2 separate regions of the Mus musculus genome follow, and region 2 is linked to region 1. Evidence: chromatin contacts called from public HiChIP or PLAC-seq data. All regions are on one chromosome and are shown on one strand. The core of a region is the stretch at or near the end of the contact, and the rest is flanking DNA. Distances in the headings are between cores, read along the strand shown.

Region 1 (4,638 bases), core at 1,891-4,390:
AAACCTGTTTTTGTTTTTTGTTTTTTTTTCCTACTTAGCTTTGAGCCTGAACCTTTTATTTTCCTTAAGGCTTAAAATTAGGAATGTTAAAAACAGGGAAGCAGGAACAACCTGGGTAGGGCTGAGAGAGCCCAGGACCCACAATGTTGAATTGAGCGGAGTTCGAGGTCTTTTCTGTCCGTTCACTCTGCCAACAGAGACAGGTTCCATGAGTCCAAGACAGAGGCAATTTCAGATTTCCTTTGTAATAGTGAGCAAGACACACGATGCATGGGCAGGATTAGCAGGCACAGCTGAAGTTCTAGCCAAACACACGGACATGCTTTTTGAAGAGCTCCTCAGGTGCAAGCGTGCACTGTGCATCACTGTATCCTCAGTAGATTTTCGCATAACTATCATTCTCATTGTATAGGAGCTAAGCATCCCAGACGCCTACCTGAGATCTGTATGGCCGGTTGGTTGCTGAGACAGGCCTAAAAAGAGTCCTCACTGATGATAAAGCATATATATATGATTTATTTATTTATTTATTTTGTGTATATAAGAATACTGTAGCTGTCTTCAGACACACCAAAGGAGGGCATCAGATCTCATTACAGATGGTTGTAAGCTACCATGTGGTTGCTGCGATTTGAACTCAGGACCTACAGAAGGGCAGTCAGTGCTCTTAGCCTCTGAGCTATCTTTCCAGCCCAAAGCTTATATTTTTGATCATGATGCTGCAGTGACCATACTTCCAATATTCCCTGATATGATATGGGGAAAGCTATTTAATTATTTGTTTCTTCATGAATTTTGGCACTGGGTCTGAAGGTAGGGCCTTGAACTTGGTATACACATACCCTCACCGCCACGCTTCATCCTTACTTAATAAACTTGAGATAGCTAGTTCAATTAGTTCCTAGAAAACCAACATTTAGGGAAGTTACTTGGTCTGACCACTTCAATTAACTGGTTCTGAACGAGAATAACGAGAAGAGCCACGTGATGCATCTCAAATCACACAGCCGGATAATGGCAAAACTCGAATCTAATCATGAGAGTGTTGCATGGGCACGTCCCCTGCTCTATTCAGAAGGACTAGTCTAGAAATGCCGTGCGAGTAATGTTTATCAGAGAGGAGGAAATCTTTTCTTTCAGCTTCAAACTTGGAATGGGGTTGCCCTGCAACCTGTTTTGTGGATTCTGAATGCATTCAGAAGAAAACACACTGCTTGCAGTCTGGCCTTGCCATGTCATACTATGAACAAATGCAGGTGATGGTTTGCTTTGAGACACCAAATGTGTGTTCTCTCTCTCTCTCTCTCCCTCTCTCTCTCTCTCTCTCTCTGTGTGTGTGTGTGTGTGTTGTGCACACGTATGTGCCTGTGTGCAGTCGTGCAGAGACCAACAGCATGGAGGATGTTGAATGCCTTCCTTTACTGCTCTGCACCTTAATATCTTCAGACAGAGGAGTTGTTTTTGTTAGGGTAACCAGGCAGCAAGCTCTGGAAGTCTATCTGCCCCTGCCCCCTCAGTGTTGGAATTCCTCCCAGCATACACGAAAGACAAGCTCTACTTTTTTTCTTGGGTGCTATGAATTTGAACCCAGGCCTTTTAGCTTGCTCTTGCTGACCGGGCCATCTTCTCAACTCCTTTGGGTTTTGTCCTATCAAAAGCCTCTTCCTTCTCTAAGGGTAGCTGGGAATGGTGAAAGTAACCCTGTGTTCAAGTTGCTAATCTATAATTGGTTTTCTGGTTGGAACACTTGGTTCGTCTTTTTCTGTCTAGTTGAAACTATATGAGCACGGTGGGAGTGGTAGCTTTATGTGTGTAGTCCCAACATTGTGGAGGCTGAGGCAGACAGATGCTGAGTTCAAGGTCAGTGTTGGTTACACAGTGAGACCTCATTGCAAAAATAACAAATCAACAACAATAAATTACAAAGCTAGATTTAATTAATTTAGAAGAAAAATCACATTATTTATTTTACTTTAAAACACTTTTAAAAAAAGGATTTAAAACAGGAAATTGAAAAAAAAGAGAAGGGAATATTTATCTACTGTATGGGTTCAGATGCTGTTTCTGTTAGCTTGGGCAGATTATTTTAAGAAATTAGTTGCCTGAATAGTAATTGTTCATTTGTTCATGGTCACAATAGTCAATGGTCCATTCTGGCTCAACTGACTCTGTCATCACGTCTCCTTATCAGTTCCCATGCACAGTGGCCAGAGTGGAGACATTGTTGGTAGTTTGCAGATAGCTGTGGCCATCCCTTCCATCTTGTACAAAAGTCTTCTGTCATTGTGATGTTGCTGTTTCTGTGTACAGCAGAAGAGATTATTTCCTGTTATCATTTGTTGATGTTTGTTATGAGACCATATCCCAGTATCTTGCCTAGACTGGTCTTGAACTTTTAACCCTTTTATGTCTCTGTGTCAGCTTTCTGAGTAGCTATGATGAGATGCATAAGACCATGTTGGGCTTCTCTCTTCTCTCTCTCTCTCTTACCCTTGTGCTTTGATTTAGTTGATATTTTTTTTCCAGTGCGGATGTAAATACTGCTTTTATTTACTTAGATGAAGGGACGGCACGAGAGCCATCCCTAAGCTATACAAATACACAGCGTGGACTGAGCCAGAGTGCTTCTTTTTCTCATCTATCTATCCCTAGGCTTAGACCTAGGCCTGGAAGCTGCTAGCCTCCATACAATGTAGTTTTCGAAGCTGGTTGTTTCAATCTAGCTTCCCTCAATTTCTGCCTGAATTACTCTGCTTGGCCTTATACTAACTTTGGCAATATATTTTAATCTTTGGATCATTCTCTGGTTCATTCTGTCTTTACCTATGTCTAACTTGTTCTCTTTCTGCCTGTTGTCTTTGTAAAACTGTCCTGGTAAAACTGCCATGTATATGCACCCCACCCCACCACCACCCCCTCTCTTCTTCTGCTCTTAAGTAACCTCTCTTTCCTGGGCCGTTCTCCTGTGAGTTGGGCGTATCCTATCTCCGACTCATTCTGTCAAATCTTTATCTGATTCATCACTTTGTCTACCCCCCAATTAGATGTCACTTTCAAACATGGCTGCTGCCTCCTATAAACTAACCTTACCTTCATTGTTAGGGATAGAAAGTGTGTACTAAGGGTGTGTCCAGCCAGGTCATATTGTAATTCAGGGCATGTCTGCATTCCAGCAGAGTCATGTAGACCTAGAAGATCTTTCCCTTGCCAGAGCAGCCATGTTGGTAGATTAAAATTCCTTAACAGTGGGACATTAGCAAACAGGATACCGTAGCCTTTTGAATTTGCACAATGGAACTTGTTCTTTGGCTGCTATGAAACCAGAGGTCACCTGAGGAAGACACTTCACTTGGCCTCAAAGAGAATAGAATGGGAACCCTGTGCTGTGTTCCAGCTGAGACTGGAGATGTGAATGAGGCCATCTTAGTTCCACAGCTGTGTCAACTTGATCCAGATCCAAAGAACTAAGCAACATTGGTGCCACAAGCTACTTCATATTCATCTTTGCCAGCTTGTTTAAACTATTACATGTATGGCCTGCTTGTTAAGTCACACAGGACAACCATTTTAACAATTATTTTTGTGTTTATGTGCTTTAGGAATTTGAATGATCTGATTTTTTTTTTCCAGACAGGGTTTCTCTATATAACTCCGCTGTCCTGAAAGTTGCTCAGTAGACCAAGTTGATCTCAAACTTATGAAGATTTGTTTGCCTCTGCCTCCCGAGTGCTGGAGTTAAAGACACAAAATGGTGTTCTAGATTATTTTATGAAGCAGTGTGGTTCATGGTTTATGAATTTTTCTTGCCAATGGGGATGCTTCATTGACAAGGAAAGTTAGTCAATGGGAGGGAAGGGAATGGTCTGGTTGCATGGATCCATAGAAGTGTCCTCATGTCCCTCTTACAGCAAGAGGACCTGCAAAAGTCCAATGGCACCTTTAAGGCTCCCAAACGGATGAAGGTCAAACTGATACGTGAAAGTAATCGAGTTCAGAATGAGAGAATTAAAAGTCAAGATGAAAGCGTTTTGTATTTTCCTCTTGAGAAATGTCTTTGTGAACTGACACCAGAGAAATCACTTCAATTTCCTTCCTGGGATGATGAGTGGTTTACAGTGTTGGGTTGAATTAAGTCAGTGTCTTCAAAAAAGAAAAAGAAAAAACCCACCTCTATTGTACTTACAGCAGACCATTCTTATGGGCTCAAGAAACATCGTCATTACATCGTTGTCTGTAGATGGAGATCATAGTCAAGTCAGGAATTATTCATTTATTCTAGACTCCTAGCTAATGATCTCCCGAGAGCAACCTCTTGATATGAGTTTTCAGAGTTTCAGAGACCTTGAACCAGGTCTGCCTAAGCCCTTCAGGAATGATTTCTACAACCATAGTGCCCCATCATGTCATCGAAACATAAAACTATTAACAAATCGTTACCTTCTACTTCATCTACAATACCACCATGCTGGAGGCATTTTATTTATTTTATTTTATTATTTTTTTATTTTAAGATCTATTTTATTTTTGACATAACAATAAACATGTATGATCATGAATCCAACCTGTATTAAATTAGTAGCTATGGCAAGACAGGAAAATATGTTTTCTTTTTTTATATGGAAAAGAGGCTCGCAAAGG
Region 2 (5,130 bases), core at 2,610-5,109, 330 kb after region 1:
TTGCCAATGTGGTCTGAATTCTAAAGTGTTTTTTGTTGTTGTTGTTTGTTTTGTTTTTGTTTGTTTTGTTTTTTAAGATTTATTTATTACATGTAAGTACACTGTAGCTGTCTTCAGACACTCCAGAAGAGGGAGTCAGATGGATGTAAGCCACCATGTGGTTGCTGGGATTTGAACTCAGGACCTTCAGAAGAGCAGTTGGTGCTCTTAACCACTGAGCCATCTCTCCAGACCCCGTGGTCTGAATTCTAGATTTTAGTTTCTAATGGCTGAAAGAAATACTTACCTGTAAATGGCATAACTTGGCCAGCACTCTTACTTCCCACAAATAAAGCTAACTTCATTATAGTATATAATAAATATGATATAACATATAATATACATATAGGGTTGCAGATGTGGCTCCTGATGTATTTCTTACATAGTATTCACAAAGGTCTTTTGGATCTCCAGCATCCCGGAAAAGAAATGCATGTGCTGTTTATTTGAAGACACATGATTCTCTCCCTGTCTGTGGTTTGTAAATGCTTGACCCAGGTGTGGCCTTGTTGGAGTAGGTATGGCCTTGTTGGAGTAGGTGTGGCCTTGTGGGCGTGGGCTTTGATACCCATGACCTAGCTGCCTGGGAGTCAGTCTTCTACTAGCAGCCTTCAGATGAAGATGTAGACTTCTCAGCTCCACCTGTGCCATGCCTGCCTAGATGTTGTCATGTTCCCCCCTTGATGATACTGGACTGAACCTCTGAACCTGTAAGCCAGCACCAATTAAATGTTGTCCTTATAAGAGTTGCCTTGGTCATGGTGTCTGTTTATAGCAGTAAAACCTTAACTATGGCACCTTCCCTCTCCCTCCCCTCCATCTCTCTCTGTCTCTCTCTGTCTCTGTCTCTGTGTGTGTGTGTGTGTGTGTGTGTACCTTAAAGATCTCTTAGTGATAAATGAGAAGGGCTAAGCTAATACCAGAGAAAAAGGAAGCAGCATGAACAAGAAGTTGTAGAGAACATAGAAGTATAGAAGAGAACATAGAACATAGAAGACATAACTTAAAATATTTTTCTTGAAGGGCAGACTAACGCAAGTGTACCCCAGGAACACAGCCTGCATGTCCTTGAACATTCATGCTCCACCTTAATGGCTAATTAGAATACACTACACAGATAGGGAACGATGGACATTGAATTCTTTATCTTCCATAGGATACTAACTTATGAAGTAAATATTATACTCTATCCCCCAACTTATGGACAAGATGATCAGGAAAATCTCTGTGCCAGTTATTTGGCACAACAGCTAAGATCTTATTGAGTCTATTTTGACATCTAGGATTAGAGAAACTGGGGGCAGTGTTCTTTCTAGTCTTGGCAGTACATTTCTCCCACACCCTGACTATTATGCTTTTGAGACAGAGGCTCACCTTATTCTGGTTAACTTGGAAGTCACCCTGTAACCCAGGCTAGCCTCAAATTTATGGCTCCCATCCCACCTCAGCCTGCTGAATGCTGGGGTCAGGGAGGGGCCACCACACCCAGCTACGGATCCCTTTTGTGCTTTTGAGCTCTCCCCTTCCAAGCTCCCTGGGAGGATTCTTCACAGGGCTCCATTAAGATGGAGAGAGCATCGGGTGACATCTGGCTCATTTCTTTCACACAGTTCAAGGATCTATTGTAAATAAGGTGTCATTCACCGTGAGAACCAGAGTAAGGGGGAATCATTACTTTATAAAGACTCTACCTGGCATTTGCAGATACACTCTTGACTCTTCACACAAATCTTTGAATGACCTTTTTTTTTTTTTTTTTTTTTGTCTAGTAAACCTTGCAAGTTATTTCCTTGTTAATTCGTTAAGTAGTTTCTTTGTTCATTTGCTCAAGGATATTAAATATTAGGCTTGATCTTATCCAGCTTTGAAGTTACAGCTCTGAACAATAATGAATCCACCTTCTGAGTATTGCCTTCTTCTTCTTTTTTAAAACAATGCAGGGATGGAGTATTAAATTATTCAGTTCTGACCTTCTGTTAACTTTTTGAAATCTGATTATCATCCAAGAAAGCACTCTAATTTTCTAGTATCTGGATAAATTGGTCAGCATGCCTTCTGTGTCCTCATTTATATATCCATTCAAATAGTGAATCAAGGGCTGGCAGGATGGCTCAGTGGGGAAAGGTTTTTGCTATGAATGTTTGATGACCTGAATTTGATCCCTGGGACCTACATAAAAGTGGACTGAGAGACCTAATTCCAAAATGCTGTCTGCTGATTTTCAAACACACTTTGTTTCTTTCTCTTTTTGTTTTGGGAACTTCTGTTCATTCTTAAATATTTTTAAGTGTTTTTCTGTTTTTGTTGGTTTGTTTGTTCTTGTTTTGAGACACAGTCTCACTGTGTAGCCCAAGCTGACCTCACACTTACAGCAGCCTTCTGACCTCTTGCACGCACCGCCATGCCATCCCAGTCTTCAATCTGAAGAGAGCATCCTCATCTCTAAAGAGCCCACCTGTGTCTCCAGGGCAAACTCATCACCTTCTTCGTTCTGTTATGATTATAACTGTCATTGTCTTACTGCCTCGTGTTGAATAAATTCACTTTAGGTCCTTCTCTTCCACTGAGACTGAAGTACTGGGGGTGTGGGGATACCAACCAGGCCTTGACTCTTTAGGATCAGCACAGAACAAGGCCTAGGTTTGTTACAGGATGGGTTCAAGATGAATGTACTCTTTTGCTTTCAGTTAGCATACCTGAATGGTGATCATAAAAACATACATCCCACAGTCTGATTCCTAACTCTATAAATATTGCCCCGTAGAAGAAGAGAAATCTCTCCTTAGGTGGAAAGGAGAAACCTACTGTGGGTGGTCTAAGGAGAAGACTTTTGGTATGAAAAGAGAAACACAAAGGACAGGAGACCTGAGTGATGGGGCCTCAAGCCAAGGAACGCCCAGATCTATCAGAAGTTCAAGAGGCAAGGGATGGGTTCCAGGGTTTTGGAAGAGACTCTGGCTCTCATCAGACCTTCTGAACTCCTGGCCTCTAGAGCTACCAAAAACCAAAAGTTTATTGTCTTAAGACATCCAGTTTGTGGCAATTTGTTTCAGCGTCTCAAGAAAGCCATGCTAATCTCTTGTGGTAACATTTCTGAAGTTAACTTCCTGTCAAAAGTGAAGAGGTCTTTGGATGGACTAGCATTGGGGAGGTTACACATACAAGATTTTTCCCGAACAGCTTTTCTGATCCTGTACAAGACAAAGGTGCATTGTGACCACCAAGGCTCTAGAATTTCTCAGCATCTTGGGCCACAGGATGTGCCTTTCTCATCCTGTGAAATGCGTGTTACCATAGGTCTATAGGCATTGATGTTCAGCGGGACAGAACTCTACAGTCTGTGAGACTTGGAGCCCATTTATAATCCGACAAAGTAGGGGCCTTAGGGAAGGTGCAGAAGGCATTGTTCCCGAAGTGTGCACACAGGAAACCAGCCCAAGGAGAATGGAATGCCTTTGCAAATATCTAATGTTTGCTTGGCACAGCTTGTCCGGTTGAGCTTTGCAAAATCTTCCTCAGGCTTTGTTTTCCTGGTTTCTGTGGAGCCAGTTCATGTCTCAAGGCAAGTCGGGGCTGGGCTGGCTGGAAACCACTGAGGAATTAGGTGAGTTTACTTGGTCTCCAGGTGCATGACAAGGAATGGCCAGTTCAAGCTATCATGTGGGATATTAATGCTTGTCTGGGGTACCCTTTCCCCTCTCGGTTATTAGTTTTTCTTCCTCAGTATCCTGGATTCTCTTTCTCTTAAATGTCAGTAACAGCTCAAGAGCTTAGGATGTAGCTCGAGATTTAGTTGTCTATGAAAGAATTAGTCATTGTATTTCTTTTGGCAAACCCATCATCATGTAACCCTGCAGCAAAATGAAGGGGAATCAGGAAGCCCGAGGATTTGACCTTATAACAGAACAAACATGGCCTCCAGCAATTAAGTTCTGGGATGGCTTGAGATGTTAAGAAGTAAATAGGTCTACATGGCTTGATTTATTAACCTTTTCGAGTTATAGGCAATATTGAGAAAAACAACTCAAGCTCATGAAAATAGTTGCGTGAAGAGAAAACCATTTCCAACTATTATGCTACTTTAGCAAACTAAATGGCGGGGGTGGGGGGAAGTAGAAGCAGAAAGTGCTAGAAATATTGTATCTCCTTAGCTTGACCTAATAAAGTCTTATTTATTTATTTATTATTTAATGTGTTCATGCTTGTGTGTACATGCATATGAAAGTTCACTCGCACCCAAGTGCGCATATGGCGGCCTGAGGTCAACATTGAGTGTCCACTTCATTGTTATCCACTTATTATTATTATTATTATTATTATTATTATTATTATTATTATTATTATTTGGAGCTAGAGTCTCTCATCACTCTGGCTAGCCTGACTAGTTAGCAATCCCTAGGGTTACCAGTGTCTTCATTTCCCAGACCCAGGACTACAGGTGCATGCCACACCACCACACTCAAAAGTTTTAAAGATTTATGTATTAATTGGATGCTGAGAGCTGAACTGGGGTCCCCAAGCTTCCAGGGGAATCTCTTTAATGACGGGGTTATCTCCTTAGTCCCTGCTTTCCCTGTTGAAAACTCAAATTATTTTGTGGCCACTCCCACTTGAAAGATTTCAAGACTGCATGTCTTAAATTACAGCTACTCTCAGACATCTCAATTAACTTTAATTCCGCTTTTCTCTAACGTCCCATCAGGTTATCTGTAGTCACCTTGTCTTCTCAGTACTTCCTGTCCTGACTTGGTTCCTATGGATTTGCATTTATTGCCCAAGAAGCTTAGTGGAAATGACTTTTTATTTTTTCAAATTTGTATGTTCCATATTTTTCTCTTTTAATGAACCACAGATAGATGGCTTTTGTTTAGAATGACATCTTTTTGCTCAGAGATGAGGGTCTCAATAGAACCTCAGCCCTGGGAGACATCACTCTACCCGTGTCTGATGTCTCACATTCATCTTTGTGGATTCTGACCTTAAGGTTTCTGCAGACAAAACCTAAGCACACGGATCCATATTACCTCCCCCTCCCTCAAACTTTTCCCTCATAGTCCAATATTCAGCAAATATGAAGTCTAACTTGTGGTA

Evidence for each region. HiChIP or PLAC-seq counts read pairs in DNA pulled down with a chosen protein or histone mark.
Region 2: a contact with region 1 is called in a FOXA1 HiChIP or PLAC-seq map of pancreatic cancer cells. The contact joins two enhancer-like sites. A contact is called at or near these places in 4 of 115 datasets of contacts at active chromatin or transcription factors (bone marrow-derived macrophages, embryonic limb bud, microglia and 1 more) and 1 of 9 other capture datasets (embryonic stem cells).

What each region holds. Positions count from the first base shown.
Region 1 is chr10:99,290,146-99,294,783 of GRCm38.p6, forward strand. No RefSeq gene overlaps it. Among named protein-coding and RNA genes, the nearest start is that of Gm34921, 22 kb to the left of the region's middle. Within about 2 kb of position 3,141, at least 8 of the 459 cell types and tissues checked have an H3K27ac peak or open chromatin away from gene starts, as enhancers often do. A contact at or near this core is called in pancreatic cancer cells, where this site is marked.
Region 2 is chr10:99,624,047-99,629,176 of GRCm38.p6, forward strand. All of the region lies in intron 1 of Gm20110 (predicted gene, 20110), which reads left to right. Among named protein-coding and RNA genes, the nearest start is that of Gm20110, 17 kb to the left of the region's middle. Within about 2 kb of position 3,860, at least 18 of the 459 cell types and tissues checked have an H3K27ac peak or open chromatin away from gene starts, as enhancers often do. A contact at or near this core is called in pancreatic cancer cells, where this site is marked.